Regions from separate parts of the Rattus norvegicus genome. Here all the other regions are linked to region 1. Evidence: chromatin contacts called from public Hi-C data. All regions are on one chromosome and are shown on one strand. The core of a region is the stretch at or near the end of the contact, and the rest is flanking DNA. Distances in the headings are between cores, read along the strand shown. Region 1 has its middle 330 kb from the start of Pvt1. Region 2 has its middle 470 kb from the start of Rgs22l. Region 3 overlaps Pvt1 (Pvt1 oncogene).

Evidence for each region. A called contact is a pair of places that touch in the nucleus more often than the background predicts.
Region 2: a contact with region 1 is called in a Hi-C map of liver, with 6 times the contacts expected there. The contact joins two enhancer-like sites. A contact is called at or near these places in 3 of 12 Hi-C or Micro-C datasets (kidney and liver).
Region 3: a Hi-C map of liver shows a contact between it and region 1, with 4 times the contacts expected there. The contact joins two enhancer-like sites. A contact is called at or near these places in 2 of 12 Hi-C or Micro-C datasets (both in liver).

What each region holds. Positions count from the first base shown.
Region 1 is chr7:95,871,704-95,875,191 of GRCr8, reverse strand. No RefSeq gene overlaps it. Among named protein-coding and RNA genes, the nearest start is that of Pvt1, 330 kb to the right of the region's middle. Within about 2 kb of position 1,916, at least 3 of the 93 cell types and tissues checked have an H3K27ac peak or open chromatin away from gene starts, as enhancers often do. A contact at or near this core is called in liver, where this site is marked.
Region 2 is chr7:96,037,905-96,041,392 of GRCr8, reverse strand. No RefSeq gene overlaps it. Among named protein-coding and RNA genes, the nearest start is that of Rgs22l, 470 kb to the left of the region's middle. Within about 2 kb of position 1,687, at least 10 of the 93 cell types and tissues checked have an H3K27ac peak or open chromatin away from gene starts, as enhancers often do. A contact at or near this core is called in liver, where this site is marked.
Region 3 is chr7:95,734,686-95,738,173 of GRCr8, reverse strand. All of the region lies in intron 3 of Pvt1 (Pvt1 oncogene), which reads right to left. Among named protein-coding and RNA genes, the nearest start is that of Pvt1, 190 kb to the right of the region's middle. Within about 2 kb of position 1,988, at least 12 of the 93 cell types and tissues checked have an H3K27ac peak or open chromatin away from gene starts, as enhancers often do. A contact at or near this core is called in liver, where this site is marked.

The sequences.
Region 1 (3,488 bases), core at 667-3,166:
ATTTTGTAGCTTGCTTCATACTAGAGCACTTACAAGACAATAAATCATGACATTAGTGATTTTAAGATGAGGAGAGAGCGGTGTCTTCTAGAATAGCTTCCCTGACTGCTTTTTCCCTTTTCCTAGGTCTTCTCTTTATCTTCCATACTCCCAACCCAACAGATAACCAACTTACTATTCTGTCTCCTCTCATTCTCCATCATATTATCAGAACTTATGGATTTCTGTCAAGGTATTCAAAGGTCGCTGAAGTCTACATGACTCACTCCAGAGCAGATTAACACATTGCATAGTAACTCCAGCACGGAGTGAGAGGCCAATACCGGTTACTAGTTACATTAGGTTGGCCAAGTCACTTGACCTCAGGAAGTTTTCTTGAATAAAATGTTTGTCCTACTAACACACCAAGTTCTCAGAAAGGGACTGCAATGTCACTACATCCTAATTCTCTTCTCATCACCTTTCTAGAGAGAGGCTTCCTCCTCTTCTGGTCCTTTCCCTCACTGCTCCTCTGCTCTTACCCCATTCTGTTTTTCTTTAGAAAAGGGGAAGCTTCCCATGGATATCAACCAAACAAAGCATATCAAATTGCATTAAAACTACATACCTTCCCTCATATTAAGGCTGGATGAGGCAACCCAGTAGCAGGAAAAGAGTTACGAAGACAACAAAAGAGTCAGAGATAACCCCTGCTCACTCCTGTTAAGAGTCCCACAAGACAACCAAACTATACAACTGTGATTGTGTCTACAGAGGACCAAGTCAGACCCATACAGACTCCCTGGTTAGTGGTTCAATCTTTGTGGGCCTCTATGAGCCCAGGTTAGTTGATTCTGAGTTTTCTTGTGTTCTTGACCCCTCTGGCTCCTACAATCCTCCTTCTGCCCCCTGACTCTTCTGCAGTTCCCAAGCGTGTTGGTTACTAAATCTGTTTCCATCGGTTGCTAGATAAAGCCTCTCTAATGACAGCTAGGCTAGGCAACAATCTGTAAGAAAAGCAAATTATCATTAGGAATCACTTCATTGGCTGGCTCTCTCTCTCTCTCTCTCTCTCTCTCTCTCTCTCTCTCTCTCTGTGTGTGTGTGTGTGTGTGTGTGTGTGTGTGTGTGTGTGCTTTGTTCTATCCTAGGTCTCTGGGATATCCAGATGCCAGACTCTGGTTCCTAGAAATGTCATGGGTGGGATCCCTCTTGTGGCATGCATCTCAAGCTGGACTTGTCATTGCTTGATCACACACACACCCCCCAACAATTTCTGGATCACATTTTCCATGGCATATCTTTTAGGTAGGACAAATTGTAGGTCAGAGGTTATATGACTGGGTTGGTGTCACAATCTCTCTACTGGACATTTTGCCTGGTTACACAAGGTGAGTAGTTCACAGCCTCAAGATTTTGAGAATGTCATTCACTTTCTACCTGGGCAATCTTATAACTTCAGACTTAATCTAATAGTTGTCACTATTAAATGGAAGGGTTAATGATATGAGCCCAAAGGTAATAATTCTGCAAGGGACAGAGAAGTACTAGCCTTAGTATGTTCCCAATACATACTAAGTGTTCTATGTTTGTGAGTCGTTGAAACCCAAAGGGTCCTTGACTTCCAGGAAAACCTGCAAACCTGAAAGTTATCTGAGTTTCAAAGACTAAAAAGAGATTCCAAACAAATTAATAAATTTGACAATGGCAGTGAATTAAATATTTGTAATCTCTGAGATGACTTGCTATAAGGAAAGCATATGGGATGTGACATCCAAAGTTTAAAATTGGGAACTATACACTGCCAGTTCCTGGCTGAGCACCTCAAGCAACTTCAATGTCATTTCCACAGCAGTTTCCTCCTCTATTCAATAGGGCACAGTCATATTCACTTCAAAGCAAATGAGCTGTCAGCCTGTTTAGTGAACAAGTTGTGAGAACCCAAGCAGCTACTTAAATATTTGTGTCCTTTTCTGAGCTAGGCCACAAAGGTGCCACTGCTGATAACCTGAGACTAACCAAATGCTCCTTGTCCTTTGTGCTGCTACTGGATTCGGTTGCATAATGAGCCCTCATTTCTGAGAAAGGTCAGGTCAAACCATTCCATACTCCCAGCATTAGCCCACCCTCCATTCCAGGGAAAGCCATTGGCCTTTGTCTCTAACTGCAGAGCATTCCAAAAGAATCCTGTTTAACAAAAACTGAATAGAACTACAGATAACTGGAATGACTAAGTACATGGGATACAGACTTTGAGATCTTGGCAATGCTGCATGTTACCCTCCTGTTTCTCTAAGAGGTCAGTTTCATCAGTTATTGGTTTTGTCTTGATAGAACTCAGAAAATCCCACAGGAAAGAACCACAGGTTCTGTTTTTATCATTTTGTTCCATTTCTCCTGTTTGCTTAGTAACCCTGGTAAATAGCTTTGGGCAAACAGAAACCTTTTAATTTTACTGAGTCCTTACCTGGAACACTTCAGTTGCAGGAGTAACTGAAAAAGCCACCTTAGATTTAGACTTTTCTCATAAGTAAAGCTTCTTTAGTATCCCTATAATAATAGAATAGCTATGACTTTTGCTACAATAAAGGAATTAAAGAGTTTCTAGCAGCTAATTGTTTATTCACTCAGCAAGTATGGACTGAATACTCATCAAACAAAGGACATAGTTCTTAGTCGAATATATGACAGATATTAAAGTAGAATCTTTTTTTAAAGAGAGCAGTCAAAATAGAACCTTATTTCTCCTGCCCATGGCAAATGGATATAGATATCCATCTGGAATGGAAACACTCCAGATAACACAAATACCTGATTACTTGGTATTTGTCCAGTGAACATTGGCTCTGTTTCAAGTGCTTAAAGATTGATTCGTTTATGTGAAGTACGGAAAGAACGAAACTTTGAGAAAGCATACGTCTACTTGTTTTTTTATTTACTATGTCAAAAAGAATTACGACTCTTATGCTGATCAAATAAATGATGGCTTGTCCAATTCCTTTAAACTTTACACTACCCAAGATACATCTGTATTTATTCACTTGCTTCTTCAATCAACAATTGTTCATTTGGACTTTTCTATATGTTAGGTAGTAGAGCTACTACCCTTCTCTATGCCCTTCTAGACCTAATATTCTCCTAGAACCAGATAATACCAATGAAATGACGAATTCTAGGTAAGTGAGAATGATGAGCAGAGAAGAAATGCAAATATATTTTGAAAAGAGTTACTTATTTATTTTATGTATGAGTACAGTGCAGCTGTCTTCAGACACACCAGAAGAGGGCATCGGATCCCAATATGGATGGTTGTGAGCCACCAGGTGGTTGCTGGGAATCAACCTTGGCAGTCAGTGCGCTTAACCACTGAGCCACCTCTCCAGTCCCCAAAAATACAAATTGTAAAACCTAACTGCCCCTAACACTGCAGCGTATACTGGCACAGTTCCAAGTACTTATGTATTTATTTAACTTCACAGCTCTAGGGGTTAATTACCCCCACTCTCTAG
Region 2 (3,488 bases), core at 438-2,937, 170 kb before region 1:
CATGATGACCCACATTTGTAAGCCAAGCATTGTGGAGGTGGAAATCTGTCAGTGGAGACTGGCGATTGCCAGATCAATGAGAGAGACCTTGTCTCAAAGTAAGGTAGAGTACTCCTAAAGAATGATACCCCAGGTTCTTCAGTTTCTCACAGCACATATACACACATGTGTGGCATACATATTTATATTTCACATATATATATATTCATAAATACATATATACATACATATATCACAAACTAAATGAATGAATGAATAAATAAATAAATAACATGGAGAAAGAAGGGAGGGGAACTGATTTACTAATAACACATATGAAAGACATGAGAATTTAACTATTTTCACCAAACTCATGAAACCAAGGCTGAATCCCCAATAAGACTCTATTTTGAAATGAGGACGTTCAGGTGGTAATTAAGTTTGAGCAAAATTAATTGGGTCCTGATCCAATTCTCATATGCCAAACACCAGAGAAAAAACAATAAGAAAACAAAAGAAAGACATCATCTAAACATTAGAAAGAAACCAATCCTACAGACCCCTTAACCTTGAAGATCAAGTTTCAAAAGTTGCAAATAATACATTTTCAAGTTTAGGCTGACATATTTATAGAGTTTTATTATACCAGACCTAGACTAAACAAGGTGAATGATAGAAAATTTTAACTCCATAACGTGGTCATAGAAAATGATAGGAAAAAAGAGGTTTGTATCAAGATGTCTCCTCAACAGAGAACCTAAGGACTGGAACTCAGGAACCCCATAGCCTCCAGCTGTTCTATCATCAGAGTCCTTCTAGCACGCAAGAGTGAGCCTCACTTTCACAGGCTACCTCTGCCTAGAAACTTGGGGTTACATATATATTAAAACCAAGGTGTCTCTTTGCAACTGGACTCTGAACAGAGTCATTATTCAGAGTTTTATCACCTGCCTGGCAGAGACCCAAAAATAATGTTCTATGGCTTACGGCTCTGTGGACTCTTCCTGCTTTCCTTATGGCCTTCTCTAGGGTCAGCACTCTCACCACAGCGTGGTGAGCTTCTTCTATTTCTTCTCATCCTACACCAACATTTCTCCCCAAGTGTCTCTTGCTTATTTATAACTCTATCTTGGCTTCTGCGTGAGGCATTCTGGGTGAGCTTAATATAGGGTCTTTGTATAGAAGCTTCCTATAGGGGCTTCTTTTAGAATCATCACCCGGATATATTGTCCTAGCAACCTGAAGAGGAAATGTTTAATTCCCATGGTAGAACACGAAACTAATATAATGGAGAAGAGGGTCTTGTGCCGACCTACAACAGTTGGTAATGATGATGTCACATCCTTTCTTCTAAAGCAAAGTATCCATTGTTGTGCCTACCTCCAGTGCTCAGAACCTTTGTTCTCCTACCCCTCCCAAGCCCTGCTCCTGTTCCTGCCTTTGAGCAGCTCTTTGGAACCTAATGTGGCTCTCATCAGGTTTCTGAAGACCTCTTGAGAGGAGGCTGTCAAAGTTTCAAACTAAAACCTGAAACATGATCTTTATGGGGTGAAATGAGAAACCTGTTAAGGAAGCCGGGGAGAAGGTGGCGGATATGGTGTAGATGAGCAAGGTGTTTTGCAAGTAGACCCAGCAGGCCAGTCATAACTCAGGAATGCATTGCCTCATTTATCCCCTGACCAGGACTCCACTGGGAGCTATTGCATAAGATGACAGCATGGTCACTAGTTACCGTGTGACTAGGGATCATAGATACATGACAAAGCAGAGAGGAATACAGCATTTGGCACACCATTCAGAGGACAAAGTACAGGTCCTAGTGAACTTGTGCATGTCCGAAGAGCACCTAGCAACTTGGCTGAAAATGGACATGCCTAGACTATATCTCCTACCTGAGATGCCTTCTTATACCCCTGAAGAGTCAAAGCTCACCTCCTGACAGTTGCCACTGCTTTAGGACTTAACTAACTAGCTGAAGCAGGTTAAAACCAAGTTGATCAGGGTTGGGTGTGGTGGCGCATGCCTTTCATCCCAGTGTTTGGGAGGCAAAGGCAGGCGAATCTCTGAGTTTGAGGCCAGCCAAGGCTAATAGTAGAGAAACCCTGTCTCAAAAAATAAAATAAAATATAAAACAAACAAACAAAGAGAGGCCTAGGAAGCAGAAGGATACTTTAAAACAAAATCAAGTTGATCAGAATTTATTTGATCACCTACTATGTGCTGTCCTGGTGGTTACCAAATATGTAATTTAAGATGAAGCCTTAGATAGCATCAGTATCTGAAGATTAACCATCTCATTACTAGTGACTAGTGTTTGCCAGGTTAAGGACAAGGGTTCTAGAAGGAGCTTATCCAAATAATAATTATTGTGGTTATTGACCTACAAACCTAAGCACTTCCTAGCCTCTCTCGGGTCTTTTGTCTTCTGCCTGCTTCCGAGCCTAGTTTCATTCTTATATCACACTGCCAGAACACTAACAAAGTCTTTGTTATCTCCTGATCTAAGCACATACATCCTCATCAAGTTTACCTTCCCATCTCTATCTAGCTTCTAAAGCATGATCTTTACTCACAGTAAGTATTCTAAAATAAAACAGAATAATTGCAGAAATAATAACCATGTAGTAGAATGTATTGCTATGCATTGTGTGAAATCTTGGCTACTTTTCTTTCTTTTCCTTTTTTTTTTTTTTAGATAGTCTTAAATAACACATGTTGCTCTCAAATTCACGGTGAAACAGAGGCTTTACTCTATGAACCCATGTGGCATTCTCTGGGTTTTCTTGCAGGAATATATGAGATTCCTTTTGTCTGTTGTCTTGGTAGTCTGTCTTTTGCTGCACCTAAATATCATGACTACAGAAAATTATTATCCATCCCCTATAGTCCCTTACTTAAAATTATCAGTGGCTCCCTATTTTCTACCAGTAATAAAAATTTCAAATTCTTCAGGATAGATTCAAGAATCACACATGGTTCTACCCCTAGCCCTGGCTTCAATCCTGTCAACTCCACATTCTAGGACCCAGTAATCAGGAATTCAAGTCCCTAGATTCCCCTTGAACACTTGTGTTTTCTTCCTCTTTGTTACTTAACCTTTCTCCCTAAATCCCTTTCTTTGCTAATGTCTCTGTCAGAGTCAGAAACTCCGGACTAGAAATCAAAGACTCTTCCTGCTAAACTTCCACAGCATAGATTCATTTCTTCCTCTGCACTGGTCCACACTGGTTCAAACCATGAGGAATGGGACACATGCACGCTGCTGCACAGGCCTGTAAAAATACCCGAATGTCTTTAAGCATTTACACTGAGAATAGAGAACCATTCTTCTCTTATCATGATGAATTTGGAGTTACTCACATTTGTTGAATAATTAGATTAGAAAATAGTCCTCCATACAATGCCTTTAAAAAGTTGATGTTGGGTCTGTTAATACCTGGTCTTCGAAAATCATTATGCTTCTGACACACCATCAATTCTCTCAAGAAACAGAATAAGGATTAGTTGTC
Region 3 (3,488 bases), core at 739-3,238, 140 kb after region 1:
TAGATCTCATGGCTACCACAAGCATTCTCACTAAGAAAAATGGTGGGCAGGCATGGCACCCAAAAACGAGTCATCCTGTCTGGAAAGTAAAGGAATATGGCAGCCTCTTCTCTTGCATCTGGAAGTGTTACACTCTCTGATTCATTTGGGCTCAGTTTCCTCTGGGGAGAAGGGCCCAAAGTCCTAGCTCCTCTTTAAAGAAGGCTTTAGATTTGCAAATTGTTGAAATTCTGCTCTCCCTCTGTATAAGAAATAAGATACTATACAGGATTTTGAGGGTTCCCCTCACCTATCTTACCAGCCTTATACCAGAACACACCCTCCTACTTTCAGACCAAGGTACAAACTAATGATGGCAAGGAACAGGAGGGAGGGGTAAATAACCAGTGATGGTCCTAGAAGTCCTTAGGAGGCAGTCCAATGGCTCACTACCTGCCATAATGGCTCTCCTATACACCCCACAGCCAACAGCAGAAGCCAATAACAGGGGACCCCTTCCTGCCTTAATGGCTCTCCTATACAACTCTCAATCAGCAGCAGAAACTGGCGACAAGGGACCTCTTCTGGGGTCTTCCCTTGTCTACTTGGACATAGCACCTGGAGACAGGTCCTTTGGACTAGGCCCCATATGCCAGCATCTATATGGGCAGCAGTCTTCATGGATGGATGGAAGGAGGAAGAGAAAGAAGAAGAGTAGTTTAAGAGTTTAGGATCAGGGAAAGAGAAATTCTATGACCTGACTAAAGGCAGAAGCAGAAATTACAGGGGGAAACGGATCAAAAGGAAGAGGTATCTAGAAAAACACTATGCAGCAAATAAGAAAAAAGAGACGTGTGTTTGCACACACACTTGCACGCGCGCAGACACACACACACACACACACACACACACACACACACACTCCTCTAAGAAACATTACAGATGGGAAAAACAAGGAGGATGAACTATCTGTTCCTTCCAGATGTTTAAATGTTATAACCTCAGGAGCCACTGGCAACACTGAACTGGTTGGGGACCAGTCGGTAGGAGACAAGCTTCCTAAGCCTAGAACTCCAACTACAAGATCTATAGTTCCATTCTAGATCTCAAAGCATCTCGTAATGAGGCTTCCAAGCTGATGATGCTTCCTTCATTCCTAGTTCTAGTTGGTGGTAATCTGCTACGGACAACCTATAAACATTGGGTCACAACTAAGATCCCAGGGCATTGGTCACCTATACTATTTACCCACAGGACATTTTATTCCATTACAAAATATAAAAATTATTTCACAATATAAGAGAAAGAAAATGAAGAGGAATGTTTTCAACCCCCACCTTTATGCCCCCATATAATACCCCTTTCAAGAAGACAAAAACTGGGTATCTTTTCAATACCCATAGTCCCATGTCCTAAGAACTACATGATCAAACTCCTCTAGATAGATTTGCGTGGGTTATTCCATGAACTGAACCAGAATCAATTCAATAACTTTTAAGAAGAGTGGGATCTCTACCATCTGCAGAGCTGCTGATCTTCTCCATTCTAGGCAACCACCGTCTAAGAGAGAAACGGTCCGTGGAACCTCCAACTACATACAGCAAGGCCTTAAGGCTTATCCTGGGTCCAGAGCAAAGCCCAATTCTGGGAGAAGCGATGCACTCAAGAAAGGCCCAGTATTCCTCACCCTACACCCCAAACCTAAAATATTCCAAAATATAAAACGTGTTGAGGGTTAACATGATAGCACAAATGGAAAACCCTCACCATAAACTTCATCCCATATAAAAATCACTGAAAATGTAGCGTAAAATCACCTTCAGGCCGTGCGTATATGAAATGTAAAAGTCGAAGGCCTGGTTCTAAGCCATTTCTATGAATTCATAGCACTGAAAAAGAAAGCCTGAAGTCCTCAAGACTTGTGTCCCAAACATTTCAGATAGAACAGCTCAATCTGTAGCACGCCACAGCCCAAACACATTGCAACACTGTCTCCGCTATTAGCCAGGGCCTGGTCGTCAGGACGACTCTTGCTCAATATTACTCTTTGCTTCATAATTTCCACACACAGAGGAACAATACTTCTCTTTAAAAAAAAAAAATCAATTGTCCCCAGCAATCCACCTACACAGTTCTAGGAAAATAGGGGCTAAACACTCTGCTTCAGCAAGCAAACAAGGAACAAGGAGGGCGAGAGGAATCCATCACAGCGCCTGCGCTTTTCATTATTCACACCAACTGTTTTTAGAGTCACTAAGTTCAAATGACCCTGTCCCTTGGGGCCGCAGAACTATTTTTACCAACGCTTGCCAGTAAGGAAGCCGTGCATGCTGAATAAATGGGATTACTCAGTATGAGGAGACACTAAGTGGCTTCAAGAGGCTTCAGGGTAAAGGAACTGCATATGGCCTGGAAGGAAGATGCTGGAACAGTCAATGTCTGACCCGCCCAGGACTTTGAGAGACTTTGATGTGGGGACCACAGGGCATCCAACGAATAGGAAAAGCCTGCTGGGATCCCATCCCAAACTGCCAGAAAACAATGAAAGAAGATAAATGGCCCTGGCGTCAGGAAAAGGCAACACTGAATAAGGGATAGAGGTGTGCCTGGAGCGTAGTAAGTGATCCACAAATACCTCATGTGCATGCATGCATGTGCATGTGAACACACACACACAGAGAGAGAGAGAGAGAGAGAGAGAGAGAGAGAGAGAAAGAGAGAGAGAGAGAGAGAGAGAGAGAGAGAGGCCTGCCTGCACAGAGAACCAGCAAGATAGCTTTTCTCTATGCTTTCTGGACTTCAGGGTGATCACACCCAGCCTGAAGGCTTTAAGTTGGAGGGTTCTACATGCAATCAAGTCATATTCATTTCTGCACACATTATTTCTGGCATCCAAGTTAATCCCTTTGTTCCATGGATTTAATATGTCCCAGAAGGTGTGTTTGTGTGAGAGAGTGGGACAGAGGAGAAGGAAAAGGGGGGGTGGGGGGGTGGGGATTGGCTTACATAATCACGAGGCCCCCAATCCCAGACAGAATCTGCAAGGCAGACAAGCAAGCAGTTGAAGTCTGTAGGTAGCATGGAGTCAGGATTCCTACTTTCTGTTGCCACAGAAAGCTTCAGTCTGTTCTCTTAAAGCCTACAGCTGAGTGGAGCAGGCCCAGCCACACCACGAAAAGTCACAAACTTTGCTCAGTCTATTGATATAAATGTGGACCTCGTTGAAGAAACACTTTAGCTCAAAGAGGTGATGCATGTTTGTAATCTCCACATTCAAGAAGCGAGAGGGTTTTGAATTTGAAGTCATCTTATACTATACTTCAAGACCTTTCCTCAAAACGACAATTGCAACAACAACACCATCAAGGGGGTCCAAGAGACCTCCCAAATTACATAGGCTGCTATTTCATTGCTTGTGGTTGCTTCATAACTTACAGTCTATTGCTGAAGTCACCACACACTTCAGTCCAGGAGTTGAAGAAATCCAGTTGGCACTGACCTGGAAGTGT